2 separate regions of the Mus musculus genome follow, and region 1 is linked to region 2. A link is a contact called in public HiChIP or PLAC-seq data. All regions are on one chromosome and are shown on one strand. Each heading gives the region's core, a stretch centred on a gene start, on an enhancer-like site or on the middle of the called end of the contact. The rest is flanking DNA. Distances are from core to core; before and after follow the strand shown.

Evidence for each region. HiChIP or PLAC-seq counts read pairs in DNA pulled down with a chosen protein or histone mark.
Region 1: a contact with region 2 is called in an H3K27ac HiChIP or PLAC-seq map of microglia, with 5 times the contacts expected there. The contact joins the enhancer-like site here to the promoter of Tnfsf9 in region 2. A contact is called at or near these places in 7 of 39 promoter capture datasets (3T3-L1-derived adipocytes, the C10 cell line, the HPC-7 cell line and 3 more), 7 of 484 Hi-C or Micro-C datasets (CD8 T cells, embryonic fibroblasts, embryonic stem cells and 4 more), 7 of 115 datasets of contacts at active chromatin or transcription factors (the HPC-7 cell line, bone marrow-derived macrophages, effector CD8 T cells and 4 more) and 3 of 9 other capture datasets (adipose tissue, liver and pancreatic islet).

The regions. Positions count from the first base shown.
Region 1 is chr17:57,289,128-57,291,827 of GRCm38.p6, reverse strand. The region is part of intron 1 of Vav1 (vav 1 oncogene); the gene reads right to left. Among named protein-coding and RNA genes, the nearest start is that of Vav1, 11 kb to the right of the region's middle. Within about 2 kb of position 1,342, at least 133 of the 459 cell types and tissues checked have an H3K27ac peak or open chromatin away from gene starts, as enhancers often do. A contact at or near this core is called in CD8 T cells, the HPC-7 cell line, adipose tissue and 5 more, where this site is marked.
Region 2 is chr17:57,104,002-57,106,701 of GRCm38.p6, reverse strand. It overlaps Tnfsf9 (tumor necrosis factor (ligand) superfamily, member 9), which reads right to left and starts at 1,317. Exons shown (of 3, transcript NM_009404.3): 1 at 842-1,317; 2 at 416-452. The coding sequence starts at 1,270. It overlaps Gm11110 (predicted gene 11110), which reads left to right and starts at 760. Exons shown (of 4, transcript NR_033508.1): 1 at 760-804.

The DNA.
Region 1 (2,700 bases), core at 93-2,592, 190 kb before region 2:
CTCACCCTGACTCCTGTCACAAACTCTAATTCAACTCACTGGGTCACACAAAAAAAAAAAAACAACAACAACAACAACACAAAAAAGACAAGGGAGTAGAGCGGCCATGATCAAAATACATATGTACACAGACCAAACTGCCAAAAAAAAAATATGCTCTAATTTCTAAGTTATTGAAGGAGGTCTGAGAGGCAACTCAATTGCTAAAGCAAGGCCCTGGGTTCAATGCTTAAACCCACGAGAATGTTCAGGGGTGCTGGCACTGTCCATCTCACAGAGGAGTCAAGTTTGGTTTCCATCCCATATCACACACACTTGTGAGTCCAACTCAGGAGGATCCAATGCCCTCTTCTGGCCTCCTCAGGCATCTGCACCCATACACACACACACACACACACACACAATATAATAGTAATAATAAACATGCACAAATGCATACAAATACACACACGCACAAGTGAAAGACGAAATGGCTAAACAAAGGACTTCTATCTGACAGGTGGGAAAACTGAGGCTTGTCACAGGGCTGTCACCTGCCAGAGTCACACATGTAAAAGCAGGAGTGTGGAGAAACACACAGAACCCAGCCCCACTCCTGCTCTACCCTAGCTCCTGAACCACATTGAGCCACCACAGCCCCCTCGCCCAGGCCTCACGGGGACATAACAGGGACCAGCATATCACAGAAATTATATACACCATTATATACAGCACTCAGAAGTCCTGTGGGCCATAGACAGGCAGACAGGGCTGGCAGACCAACACCAGAGGTGATGTCTGGCCTTAGGTCTGTGTGGCCTAAGGAAGGAAATCCCCCTCCTAACCTCAGAGAATCAGCTGAGCTTTGAGACTGCCTTCCCTCAAGTCACATGACTCTTCCAAAAGGAGTATGATTCATAACCCCTTCCACCGCTTCAGAGTAGCTAGTTAGAGAGCTGGGCTCCTTCAGAAAGCACGGTGACTGTGGTTAGACCACCAGAAGAACTTCCTGGCACCGTAAGGCATGTGAAAAGATGATGAAGGACAGGAAGCCACTCACTGTAGGAGGCACGTGGAAGGAGAATTCTTCCTTGTTTTATAGGGACAACCCCTCTGCTTCCCTTATCCTCCGGGACGAAAGAAGACCATGGCGCTAGACAAGCAAGAAGGCTTTAGGCAAATCAGGAGCCAGGCACTGTGATCAAGCCGGAAGTTGGCTTTTGGTGCCTCTGCCCAAAATAGAGAGAATTCTGTTCAAGGAAGTAGCAGTAAGGACAGTGGCCTCTCTTGGGGGCTGGGAGAAAGCGGCCCAGACTCAACACAAATTCTGCCTTCTGCGCTTTCCACACCCACAACCCAAACCCAGGAGATGGCCGGAAACAGGAAATGCCTGTTACCAGGCCTGGCTGGGGAAGATAGACAAGGGGTAGAGGCATGGCTCTCTGCCTTCCTTCAGCCCTGTAATCTTTCAGACTCCAGCTAGCTCCCTGAGGCTTCCCAGAGCGGGTGGTCACGCTGCTCATCCTGTCCAGAGCTTTGAATTGAGGAGCTGATGACCCAACTCTTCAGCATGAGTCTAAAGCATTCTGGGAATCAGACTTCCTCTTCTTTCCCTGTCACCTCACACCCCAGTACGCCTTCCACAACTAGGTGTCTGGTGACTCCCAGCTGAAACTGGTAAGCAGGGGGACCTTGGACAGGTCATCCTGCCTTGGGTTCTCCAACCAAAAATCAGAAATGAAATCCCAGTGTGGTGGAATATACCTGTAATCTCCGCGCTCAGGAAGAGGAGGCAGAGCAAAGGATGGCTAAACTCTGAGGTAAGCATGGACTACAGAGTGAGTTCCAGGTTGTCCAGGGAACCACAGTGAGACCCTGTGTCAAAAACAGGGGTGGGAAACAGGGGTGAGGGGAGAAGATAGTGGAAGGGAGAGAAGGCAGAGGGAGGGGGAAAGAGGGTGCTGTGTAGCAATTTCCCTTAAGACGAAACCTTCCACCTTGGAAGGAAGCTCATTAAGACATAGGATGTGCTAAGTGGAGGTGAAGCATTCTAGCCTACAGAAAAGCCCGTGAAGCTCAGGAAACAACAGGAGATATGCAGGAAGTTCCTGAAACAGACCAGATTCTCTAGGCACTGCCCTCCCCAAGCACAAGCTGTAAGGACTACTGGTGACCGCTCTCAAGACAAGCTGAACTGCCCAGAAGAGGTTCAGACAGGACAAGGCACCTAGAAGAGACAACTGTCCACCTTTCAGAGCTGCCTGAAGGCAGCTTTCCTGAGTCGCCCACCATCCATGCCAGGCTTTGGTGATACAGCTGTATTTGAGCCATTTCTGTTCCTGTTAAGTGAGCCCTGACCCACATTCCTATCTGTAACACAGTGACACTCAGTGCTTCATCAAGTTGGACTTTGGCGGGATCCTTGCTTTTCCTGGCTGTTGGCCCTGTCTGAGACGAGTAGACACGTGTTCACATCTCCCCCAGGAGACAAAATGTTATTCATACGATAAAAGATGAGGGAATAGGAAGGGAAGGAGAGGGACAAATGTGGAGGGGTTGGAAGAAGAACAGAGAAAGAGGAGAAAAGGAAAGAAGGAGAGAGGGAGAGAAGGCGAAAGCCAGAAGAACAGAGAGAAGGAGAATCAACCTCTCCACTTTAGAACTGAGCACTAACACAAAGCCTGACCAAAAACCCAGACATTAGTTGACTCCAAAAGCATA
Region 2 (2,700 bases), core at 68-2,567:
GAGAGTCATCTCTGAGGGCAAATAATTTGACAACTAAGACTTGACAGGGAGAGACTAGGGCTCGGGCTCAATAGGGTGCCTGAAGCCCAAAGGCATTCATTTATCCCAGCCCATTGGAGGTGTTGGCAGCAGGGCGGCCAGCCTCAGCTACATAATGAATTTGGAGGAAGCCTGGGCTACATGGGAGGGATAGAGGAAGGAAAAGAGAAAAGGAGATCTCCCAGAGTCAGCTGGGGGTGAGAATTCTCAATTCTCTGAAAACCTGGATGGGGTCCCAAGGATGACAGTTGGAGCTGTGACAGCAAGTGAGAAAGGCTGAGTAAGTGAGGGAGAGGGACATGACTAGAAGGTTGAACAGGTCCCCTTGTTCAACCTCCCTGCGGGACCCGCTGGAAATAAATCAGGGGGCACTCACGGTTTTTAGCCAGTAGCTTGGCGAACACAGGAGAGCCCTGGGAAGAAAGAAAAATAAAGGTAGATGGTACCTTACATCCTAAAGAAGCAGATAGGAACTCATACGGCCCAGCACACATTGGGGCGTCCAACTTTGGATGGAGAAGGAGAGCCCTGAAGGCCTAAGTGGGACTGAAGGGAACTGCGGTGCACCCTCGGGAGTTCTCCCCCAGGTTTCATAGGTTCATTCAAGGGGTCAAGACGCAAAGGGATTTCCTCTGAGTGCGAGATGGAGAGGGGGTGCTTCAAGCGGAGTAGCAGGAGCAGAGCGAGGCGGGGCGGGGCGGGGCGGGGCGGGGGTGGGGAGGAAGTGCTGTTCTCTCCCTGTCGGTGCAGCGATGCTTCCAGAAGGTAAGAAAGAGTCCCCTAGGGATGAGATGAGCCTCACCTGTTGTGTAGTGTTGGGGCAGCCAATGTGGGAAACAGGGGTGACCTGGTCTGCATTATTCTCTCGGGTACCCAGGTTGGGCGAGGTGGTGATTGTGAGCGCTGGCCGAGGCTCGGTGCGGGTGAAGATAGGAACACAGGCGGCGATCAGAAGCAGCAAAACCAAAGCGACTAGGCCATAGAGCTTTGGGTGGCGGGAACAGAAGTTCAGTGCAGGCGGCCACGCGGCCTCGCGATCCCGAACATTAACCGCAGGGTAGGCAGCATCCGTGGGGAGCGCGGCATTTGTGGGGCGCACAGTATCTGAGAGGAGCGCAGCGTCCGCGAGGAGCCCGGTATCTCTGAGGAGCGCCGCATCCGAGGGGCACGAAGTACCTGCTGGATGTCTGGCATCCGCGGTATCCTCCACATCAAGTGTGTGCTGGTCCATTACCACGGTCGGTCAGTGCACGTCTCCCGCCAGTGCCCGTGCTTTATAGGCTACCGAGGCGCCTTTTCCGGGGAGGGAAGGGAGGGAGGGCAGCCGCGGGGTTCCCGGGCTCCGCGCTCCGCCCCTCGACTCCCGGAACTTTCTCTCCTCCTCCCCCCTTCCCCTCCCCCTTCTCGCCCCTTTCCCCTTCCCTGTCCAGGCCCTGTGCCCGCCCGTCCTTCTTCCCTTTTTGTGTGTGTGTGTGTGTGTGTGTGTGTGTGTGTGTGTGTGTGTGTGTTTGATTTGGTTTAACACTGACACATTAAAGAGCTTTTTATATGATGGGAACCATGTGATATCGGAATCCATTCCCTCCCTGGCCTCTCCTGAATCCACAGCTCTGTCTCCCTTCTTTTTCTGTGTTCCCCACTGGTAGGTTATTTCTCCGCTGCTGATTTTCATTCCTGTTTTTCTGTCTCTCAAACTTCTGTCTCTCTCCTGATCTCTCCTGCTCCCTTTTTCTTCCAACCCCTAGCTCCCCATCCCTGGGACGCCCTAAATGCAGGGGGTTTTGTTGTTGTTTTGTTTTGTTTTGTTTTGTTTTTTGTTGTTGTTGTTTTGTCGAGGACTCTAGGGACATCCAAAACTGCCCACCCATCCCCAGCGGAATCAAAGAGACCTGCTAGGCACCCACTCACTCAGCCTCTTCCTCCCCAGGACCCCATCTCTACCCTGGGCCTTTCCTGGTGTGTCCCCACCCACTTTCTTGGGGCTTCCTGTTAGTAGTCTCTTAGGACTCCAGAAACAGAAGGCTGGAGAGTCCAGATAGAGAAATTCCCCCAGGCAGCGGACACATTTCCAATTTCCCATTCTTTCACTGTTCTTGCCTGAGGTAGAGGCAAAAGGGGGGGGCGCAGAGAAGACCCCCCAAAAGAGGAACTGAGAGATGACTGGCTCTGGGCAAACCTTGGAGACAGACTCCTCAATGTTCTGATCTGGTTAGATCTGCTGAGATGGCTCAGCCAGTAATAGTATAATCACAAGCCTGGTGGCCTGAGTTCAGTCCTCAGGACCTACATGGTGGGAAGAAAGAACTGACACCCAGAAATTTGTCCTGAAAGTGCCCTTTGACCACGACATGCATACCATCAGTAAACATAATTAAAAAAAAAAAAAGTACTGATATAACCAGACCATTTATCTCAGCAGGAAACAACAAGCTATAAAATGGGGAGTTGTTTGTTTCTACATAGGGTCTGGTCTTCGCCTTGCAGCCCTCCAACTCACTAGACAGCCTAGGATGACTCTGAACTTCTGACCCTCCCCAGTATATTGGGATACAGACACAGACAGGCATACACCCTCAAATCCAGCTTCTTCTGTGTTGGGGAAGGAGCGCAAAGCCTCGAGCTTACTGGGCCAAGATTCTTACAACAGAGACCCAGCCCAGG